2 separate regions of the Mus musculus genome follow, and region 1 is linked to region 2. The links are chromatin contacts, called in public Hi-C maps. All regions are on one chromosome and are shown on one strand. Each heading gives the region's core, a stretch centred on a gene start, on an enhancer-like site or on the middle of the called end of the contact. The rest is flanking DNA. Distances are from core to core; before and after follow the strand shown.

Region 1 (4,512 bases), core at 122-2,621, 120 kb before region 2:
AAGTTAAAAGGAGCAGACAAAATGCTTACATGTGGCTGTGTGCGGACTCCAATGACTTAAAATTTAAACTTACATTTAGTGTGTGTGCACATGTGTGGAGTCAGAGGTCAACATGTAGGAGTCAGTTTTCTCCTTCTGCCTTGTGGTTCCTGGGACTTCAACTCAGGCCATCAGCCTTGGTGGTAAGCCCCTTTATCCACTGAGCCAGCTCACTGGCCCTGTCACACTGAGTTTTGGGGTGCTGTCTATTGAGGTGTGGTACATCTTTGATGTTGGATCTATTCTAGAGGGGGACACTTAGGACAACTGCTGTTAACTCGGAACAGAGAGGACCCAGGACTCCTCAGCCCAGTGTTCTCGCTGTAGCAACAGCCAGAAGAGACTACACATGTCCTTGGGGCAGTGTGAGATGGCACGTCCCATGCATTCAGTTGGGTGTGACAACCAACTGAATACCTCAGAATACCTCAGAAAGGCATCTTGAAAGGAGAAAGCTAGGTTTGGGCTCAGTTTCAGTCTCTGTAGTCATTTGGTGAGGCAGAACACCACAGTAGAGAGGACACAATGGAGCAGTTTCTCACCTATCACAAATGATTTAAAGAGAGAGAAGGACAGAGAGGGTGAGGAGGGAGGGAAGGAGGGAGGGAGGGAGGGAGGAGAGGGAGGGAGGGAGGGAGGGAGGGAGGGAGAGAGAAGGGGTGGGAAGGAAAGAACATGGAAGGTGCCAGGGTCTCAGTACACTTTGGTTTTTTTTTTATTTTGGGGGGTTGGGGTTTTTGTTGTTGTTGTTTTGGTAGGTTGGTTTTGTTGTTTTGTTTTTTCAAGACAAGGTTTCTCTGTGTAGCCCTGGCTGTCCTGTAACTCACCCTGTAGACCACTCTGGCCTTTAACTCAGAGCTTTGCCTGCCTCTGCCTTCTGAGTGCAGGGATTAAAGGCGAGTGCAGGACCCGTCCTCAGTATCTCTTTCAAGGGCTTGCCCCTGGGCCTTCCCCTTACAGCCAGGTTCTGCCTCCATGTTCCTCTCTCCTCCCAGTGGTGCCATCTGCTGGGGACAGACTCCTCAGCATCCCTGCCTTTAGAGGACATGCCAGACCAGACTATCACATCCTCACGAACTCTGGTCAGGTCTTTGGTCTCTTCCTCTGACCGGGTTGTTTCTGGTTATTGGCAAAGCCTCTGTCCAGCCCCGTGAGGCTTACCACATGGGTGAGGGCTGATAAGGTGGGCGCTCTGTAAATGCTCAGCTCTGAAGGAGTCCTAAGACAGAGTTTGAGTACGCAGAGCCTGCTAACGTTAAGGCAGGAGCAAGATTCGAGGAGCAGCGCAGGCTTAGTGAAGGTCTTTGTGGTAAGGAAGACTCATGGGAATCTGGCTGCTGAAACTGCCACCTGCTGGCTGCAAGGCCAGTGGTGATCTGTTTTCCTTGCTCAGCTTTTGCTGTCTTCCATTTGAAATGGGTAACGCTATCGGCCTCTCAGACTTACAAGGCTTAAGTAAAGTTATGTTTACACAGGCACTGGCGCAGAAGACAGACACTGTCAGTTTCCCTAAGTGACTGTTCTTGCTATTGCTCTTGGACTAGCAGCAGCTTTCCTAGTCTGAGGGATTATGCCTAGCTGTGAGAATACTGTGTTCACTGTGGGAGTTCAGACAGCATGGGGGAGAAGCAGCCAGATGAAGTAACCACCGTGGTCCAGCAATGGCTGGTACCAAGTCATACTGCTTCACTGTACCTCCAACCACAGATTGTCTCCATCTACAGACTGGAAGACAGTTGTGCTCAAAGCCACTGTTGTTGGTCACGCAGGTGAAGAAACCGTTGCCTGGAGAGGCTTTTTTTTTTTTTTGAAGTGATGTGCTAGGTGCCAGGTCCCATAAGTGTGATTTGAATGGTTTGTAGTTTGCTACAAACTGAAGATGGCAGATGGCAGCACACGAAGTGTCTGTAAGCATTTGGTGAGGAAGTTCAGGCATGATCTGGTAATTTACCAAGAAATCAGTGCTTAGGAGATAGGAACCAACTACTTGTAACAGTTTAAGTATTTTTGATGACAGGTGATAGATTCAAACAGATGAGAAGTTTTAATGTCCAAAGGGTTCCCAATAAACTCTTCTTTCCAACCTAGAGTTACCAAGTAGAGGGATTCTGTGCACATACACTTGGCCGTTTGTATCTGTGGCCTGTATTCTTGGATTAAACCAAGAATGTTCTAAATAAGTAATCTTTAAAAGCAGTAATGGCATCTGTACTGGGAGTCTGTAGACTTTCCCTTCTTACTGTTCCCTAAGCAGTGTAATGTAGGAACTGTTTGCACAGCATCTACATTGTCAGGTACTGGAAGCTGCCTACAGGTGATTGAGGGATGTAAGAGAATGGGGTAAGTCGTGTGCAAACGTGACACCATTCTACCTAGAAGGAACTTGGGAATCTGGGGCTTTTGTGCCTTTGATGATGGGTGGGGTGGTCCTGGACCCTTTCTCCACAGAAGCCAAAGTGTGGTGGTATGAACAGATGTAAAGCTTCCTGAGACACAGGGCAGCATTTGATTCTTCGTGTGATTTTTCTTTTCTGAGTATATGTGAGGGATTATGCCATATCACTGCACATGTGAATATCTTATTCTTTAATTCCTTAGCACTCTACTTCATGGGGATATTTAACCACATTCCCCCGATGGGTCTCTAGGTTGTGTCTCACCTTCAGTAATTTTATTTATTTTAAAGATTTGTTATTTATTTATTTATTTATTTTGTGTTTTTGTTTGTTTGTTTGTTTGTTTGTTTTACAATAGGGTTTCCCTGTATAGCCCTGGCTGTCTTGGGACATGCTCTGTAAACCAGGCTGGCCTTGAACCTACCACCCAGAAAGATTTATTTTATTTTATGTGTGTAAATAAATGCTTTACTTGTGTGTATGTATGCGTGCCACATGACCATGGAAAGCAGAAGAACTGTAGTTACAGATGGCTGTGAGCCACCATGTGGGTGCTGGAATTGAACTCAGGTCCTCTGCAAGAACAGCCAGGGCTCTAACCACTGAGCCATCTCCTCAGCCCCATTGTCTGTAATTTTAAATATTGTGTTAAAGCGAACAAGTTTGACTTACATATAAGTCACTTCACATTTCTACATGTGGGAGTTTTATTATACATAAAATTCTTAAATGAAGCTCATAGAGCTGTTTACATTTATTTATTTTTAAACCCACAAAGTCTCATTTGTGCCGACCACGTGCTTATGAGTATGGGTTCCACTGCAGTAGGTTGACCTGCCTGAGGCCACACCCTTACAGAAAAGTGACTGCTCCTCCCCCAGCGGCCCTCAATGTCAATAGATTCTGGAGCCCCTTCCCCACCTCATGTGGAATAGTGACTAGCTTGCTCTTGTCCAGGCAACCAGAGCTGTGATTTCATGAGTTCAAGGGTCCTGTCCCACCCAGAAGACACGTCTTCCCGTGGGGGCTGAGCTCTCCACAGACACTGCACTGGAGCAGTTGTCAGTTTCAGCACTAACTGCAGCCCACTGCACAGCGAGCGTCTGTACTGAGGTGTGGGGACTGCGCTAGCCTGTGTGCGTGAGGATCTGAAGCCAGAGTGCAGTTGGATACTAAGGGTGTGTTTTAAAGAGAAATACTCTATCTGCGGTGGTTAAGAGTAACCAGAGAGGGAAGTGGTGAGGCAGGGTTGGAGGCTTATCAGTATGCTGGGAGGGCGGTGTGGAGACAGCACAGGCTAGAGCTGTTAGAGGTGTCTACAAGGTAAAACTACAGTTCCTGACAGACTGGATGTGAGGTGACGGAGTGGGAGGGCTGGGAACGGAGATCACGTTAGGAATTGTGAGGTTGGGGTGTGTCGAGGTTCAGTTGTTGGCAAGCATCCAAGTGGACGTGTCAAGGTGACAGCACATACGTCTGAAATTCAAGAGAGATACCTGGAGACAGAACTTGTCTGCATACATGCTGCTTCAGGCTCTGAAACCAAGCAGAATCATCCCAGCAGTTGATGTAATGGGACAGAGAAAACAAGACACTAAGGTTGGAATTCCTGGTTTACTGCAGAATCAGAAAGCTGGGAGAGAAGGGACATGAACAGGGAGATCTAGGACGGCAAGATTATCAGGAGGAGGGTGAGCAGCTGCTGAGAGCTACTTGCAAGCCAAGAAGACATGTCTGCTTCTACATGTCAGCTCCTTCCTTTTGAGGTGCTGTCCAGTGTAGTGATTGTCAGCAGGAGTTCCTGACCTGGGAATCCCTTCAGTTTGGCTCTCATGCTTGCATCTTCTGAAATTCTGCAGGTTGATCTCATAGAGCTGGGCACCCATCCCTCAGTCTTGGATGGGAACATTTCTCTAGAGAAAGTACCACTGTTGTTTGGTCATGTGTGTTTCTAGACATTTTTTTCATGGATGAGTCAGGAAATAACATTATTTTAAAAAATACATTAACTTTTAAAACTTGCTTAATAGTTTTTTGTTAGCTATAGTTTGATATTTTGTGGGAATGATACAAATTT
Region 2 (4,636 bases), core at 1,065-3,564:
TGGGAAGCAGGTGTACAGGAAATCTCCTGAGTGCTGACTCATTTTTTGTTCACAACCACCCACAAAAGAACAGAATTAACATCAAATATAACTAGCCCCAGGGCTATCCACAACAGGACTTTACAGGCATGGAGTTCTGACAGAAGCTTGTCCAGGCATGGGACATAAGATGTTGGAGAGCAGAGCAGAGAGTGAGGCCTGGAAACCTTACAGAATCAGGAACAAAAAGAGCAAAGTGGCAGGGAGCAGCTGGAGCGACCCCCACTCCGCTATGCCCACTAATGTCATGCTCTAGAGAAGTGGTTCCCGACCTGTGAGTCAAATGACCCTTTCATTAGGGCCACACTTCAGACACCTGCTTATTAGATATTGACATTGTGGTTCCTGACAGTAGCAAAATTATAGTTATGAGTAGCAATGAAATAATTTTATGGCTGGGGGTCACCACAACACGAGGAACTGCATTTAAGGGTCTCAGCATTAGGACGGTTGAGAACCAGTGCTCTAGAATTTGTAGGTAACCCATATATAGGTCATTATAATACTATATAACACATACTCCTGGGAAGAGATTTAAGATGCTTATGAGATGCTAATGCATGAAGATGTAAGTGGAAATGTGGCTACACACACACACACATGTGCACACACACATGTGCACACACACTGGTTTAAGCAAATGTTTTTCTTAAAAAAAAAACCTCTTCTCCAGCAGGTGGCTTAGTCCTACTTTGGAGGGGACAACAGATTGGCCTCCTCAAGAGGCCTTGGACAGATTATGTCTTGATGCAAAGAACCATCCTTTGAAAAATAAACCAACTCCCATCCTATGTAAGAAAGTCTGTTCTTATCCCAGTAGTCTGCTTGAATGAAATTTTTACAAAATAATGGCAGACATCAGTTAAACTGTGAAGCCTGGGTTTTATCCATCAAGTAACTATTGACAGAGTGTGTGTCTGTAGTGGGGATGAGCTCAGATCTAGTAGGCATTGAGCTTTTCAGAGGGAAAGTGAAGGGGCAGAGAAGGGGGGGGGGAACACGTGCTACATGGGTAGGCTCTCTCAGTCTGTGTCACCTATCAGAAGCAAACACACTTGCTCTGCCAGTTACAGAGGTTGGGGCTCTGTCCTGTCTTTCCTCCCATGCAGAAGTCTGTCGTCTCTGGTGACTGTCCACGCAGCAGAATTCAACATTCTAAGCCCTTGGCTATTTTAAAATTTTTATTTTTATTTTAAGTATGTGGATGTTTTTGCCCGCATGTATGCCTGAGTACCACCTGTGTTCCAGCTATCTGCGGGGGGCAGAGAGAGTGGGGGTCTGCAGGGGGCAGAGAGAGTGGGGGTCTGCAGGGGGCAGAGAGAGTGGGGGTCTCTTGGCACTGGAATTGCAGACAGATACGATCTGCTATGTAAGTACTGGGAGTCCATCTGGGTGCTCTTAACCACTGAGTCATTTCGCCATTTATTTATTTAGCGTTTATTCTCCCCCTGTCTCCTCTTTCTGTCTCTCCATGTACACCTCCCACCCTCTCCTCTCTCGTGTCTCTTGTCTCAGTCTTCCCCTCCCCTTCCCAGTCCCCCTCTCCTTCTCCCTCCCACTCTCTCTGTTTGTTCAAGAAATGGTTCCCTCCCTTCTATCACATGGCTCCCAGGGACTGAATTCGAGATGTCAGTGTTGGCAGCCAGGACCTTTATGGGTTGAGCGGCTTTCAACTGATGAGTTAATCATTGATGCTTCTGAGACAGGTCCTGGCCATCAATAGCCCACCGTGATCTTGAACTTGGGGCTATCTCTTAGCCAAAGCCTGACATTTGGATTCCGTTTAGATCGTTGTCTGAGAAAAGTCGACCAGAGTCCTCTATTCGGACCTCAGCAAGTGGTAAGCTCTGGCAGCCTTTCCCTTCCTTGCGCTGTCTTAATTGGCTGGTGTACCTGTAACCTCAGGTCACGCTGCCAGAAGCCGCGCCAGTAGTTTTGTCTCTACCTGCAGAGATGGAAGCCGAGCGTTCCAGAGAGTTGCGCGATCTTCGGGAGACCTATCCCAAAGTTGTCCCCAGGAAACATTCCTCCATTCTGCTTCATTTCAGTGCAGCAGCTTCTTGCACAATTGAGTGTGCTCCTTTTAGAAGCAAAAGGGTTAATGAGTGTAGCAGGTTGAAGAGTCATGGGGGGAGGGATCACTTTAAAGGCGGACAGAGACAAAGTAAAATGAAAGTGACCACCCCACGCTGTCACCCGCGATGGGCGTGGGCCAGGCTCCGCCGACACTGATCTGGACGTGAGCAGCATAAGTTTGACAGGCAGTGCGGCTGCGCCAACCCTGGCTCCTCCCACACTCCCGGAGCCTTAAGCCCCGCCTCGACACCGCGGCCCAGTAGCCCAGGCCTGCCCGGGATAGTGTAACATGGGTTCCTCCAGCTCTACGGCTCTGGCTCGCCTCGGCCTCCCTGGGCAGCCGCGGTCCACCTGGCTCGGCGTCGCCGCGCTGGGGCTGGCTGCGGTGGCGCTGGGGACCGTAGCTTGGCGTCGCACGCGTCCCCGGCGGCGCCGGCAGCTGCAGCAGGTGGGCACGGTGTCGAAGGTTTGGATCTACCCGATCAAGTCCTGCAAGGGGGTGTCGGTGTGTGAGACCGAGTGCACGGACATGGGGCTGCGCTGTGGCAAAGTGCGCGACAGGTACGCCGAGCCCCGCACTGCACCGGGCGCGAATGGGCCGGGGCGAGGGAGGTGGGGCCTTGCCTATCCTTGCTCGGAAGTGTGAGACCTGGAACCAGGCGCCCCTCGGTGAGTGCAAACTTTGTGAGCCTGAGCCTGGAGCAAGTCGAGAGAGGAGTTCCGTACTGCAAGCTGTGTTCTCCCCAAACCTAGAAAGTAAGGGTTTGTTGCTTCTGGGAAACACACATATGGGAAAGAGATGACAGCAGTTACAGCACGGTGCACATTGACGAGCGTGTTCAAGTTGAAATCTAAGTTTGCAAGCCCAAATATGTCTGTGGGGAGACCTTCCGGGAGGAGAATTTTAGTTTTACCACATGCAAATTTACTCTAAAGCGAAACAGAGCGCCTGGATTTCGGCCCCCACCCCTTTCGGCTTCACAGAACTGAGGCTTGTTGCCTGAATTCTCTGGGCTGTCGAGCTTTGATCCTTTAGCTGCGAAGCCCGTGCTTCTGGCTAAAGTAGTTTTGGAAAACTGAGTTGGAGCATTCCTGGAACCCTGGGGGGTGGGGGGGGGGGGGGAGACTCCCCTGTCAGCTGTCCGTACAGCTCTCCTAACTGTAGGACACTAGAAATATAAAATGCCATTGGCTGAGCGTTTTCAAGAACATCGGGCCTTCCCTCTAGTTCTGGTGACCACTTGAACGAGTAAGGAGCAGAATTACACGGTTTGCCGGGGGTGGGGCGAGGGAGGGGTTGTGGTAGATGGCGATAGAGAGCTAGTCACAAACGGGTATGAAATAATAATAAAGGAGGTTAGAATAAAAAAAAAGAGTTTAGTTCTGCTACAGAATAAATTTATAGATCAGGAATTCCGCTCATGGATTTTCCATTCCTCATTGGCGGCCTATGTTTGCAATGCTGGGAGGTTTGGGTTTAAATTATCATTTACTGAGGGCCTGGGGATATAGCTCCGTTGGTAGGAGAGAGTGTTTGCCAAGGGTTCGTGAAGCCCTGAATTTTATCCTCCAGCATCCAAGGGAGGCATGGTGGCACATGCCAGTCATTTCCACACAGGAGGATCAGAAGTTCAAGGTCACTTCCAGGGAAGCTGTAGATTTGGGTTCAAGGCCTGCCTGAGCTATATGAAAACTTGTGTATATACTGAAATGAAATAAAATGAAATAAAATACTACCATTCCTCGAGAGTCCCATCCCTGTCCAAATGAATTGAAATCACCAAGAATGGAGAATCCCCCCAGGGGATTGTTCTGCTATAATGAAATGGTTTCCTGCGAGATCATTGTGAGAAAGATGTTTAGAGTTTATTAAAGTGTGGAGGTTAAGATCTCTGCGGTCAGGAAGACCTTGGGTACCTGGTACTGGATACTGTACAACACCCAGGGGGTTCTGAGGCCCACCGTGTTAACCAGAGGTGGCAAGGCAGATGTGAGCATCTTTCCTCTCACCTAGGAACCCTGGGGTATCTCACAGGCAACCAGTACCGACCGACCTGTTTCCTCAGATCATCAGAGCATGGCGTGTGCCTCACTGAGATTATCATGGCTTGCCTGTGATGTTGCTGGTGTAGGGAGAAAAGGTGTCCTTTGCCCTGCTTTTTTCTGCTCCCTGGGGATTCAATGAAGTAAATAGAACTGCATCTCTCGTTTTGAGCAATACATTCTTTCTTTCATTTTTTCCTTTTTTTTTTTTTAAATAAAAGATCTCCCTACATTGCTCTGACTGTCCTGAACTCTGGCTTGCTGTGTAGATAAGGTTGGCCTTGAACTTGTAGGGATCGGTCTGCTTCTGTTTCCCAAGTGCTAGGGTTATAGGCCTGTCCCACCGTGCTCAGCAGGATCAGCTTCCTCTCTGGATGGTGTGGTTTGAGGTGGAGGGAAAGGCAGAGAAATGGTTATGTGTTAGACATTGGGCTAAAACCTGTCCTGTAAGTTTGCCCACCTACGGTTGGTTTTGTGG

What was found. Hi-C and Micro-C count contacts between places; a contact is called where the count stands out from the background.
Region 1: a contact with region 2 is called in a Hi-C map of cerebral cortex, with 4 times the contacts expected there. The contact joins the enhancer-like site here to the promoter of Mtarc2 in region 2. A contact is called at or near these places in 2 of 484 Hi-C or Micro-C datasets (cerebral cortex and nephron progenitors), 2 of 115 datasets of contacts at active chromatin or transcription factors (both in embryonic stem cells) and 2 of 9 other capture datasets (adipose tissue and pancreatic islet).

What each region holds. Positions count from the first base shown.
Region 1 is chr1:184,962,685-184,967,196 of GRCm38.p6, reverse strand. The region is part of intron 1 of Mark1 (MAP/microtubule affinity regulating kinase 1); the gene reads left to right. Among named protein-coding and RNA genes, the nearest start is that of Mark1, 35 kb to the left of the region's middle. Within about 2 kb of position 1,371, at least 32 of the 459 cell types and tissues checked have an H3K27ac peak or open chromatin away from gene starts, as enhancers often do. A contact at or near this core is called in cerebral cortex and pancreatic islet, where this site is marked.
Region 2 is chr1:184,843,586-184,848,221 of GRCm38.p6, reverse strand. Mtarc2 (mitochondrial amidoxime reducing component 2) reads left to right here and starts at 2,314. Exons shown (of 8, transcript NM_133684.4): 1 at 2,314-2,676. The coding sequence starts at 2,405. It overlaps Gm34451 (a long non-coding RNA gene), which reads right to left and starts at 2,375. Exons shown (of 2, transcript XR_865818.3): 1 at 1,985-2,375.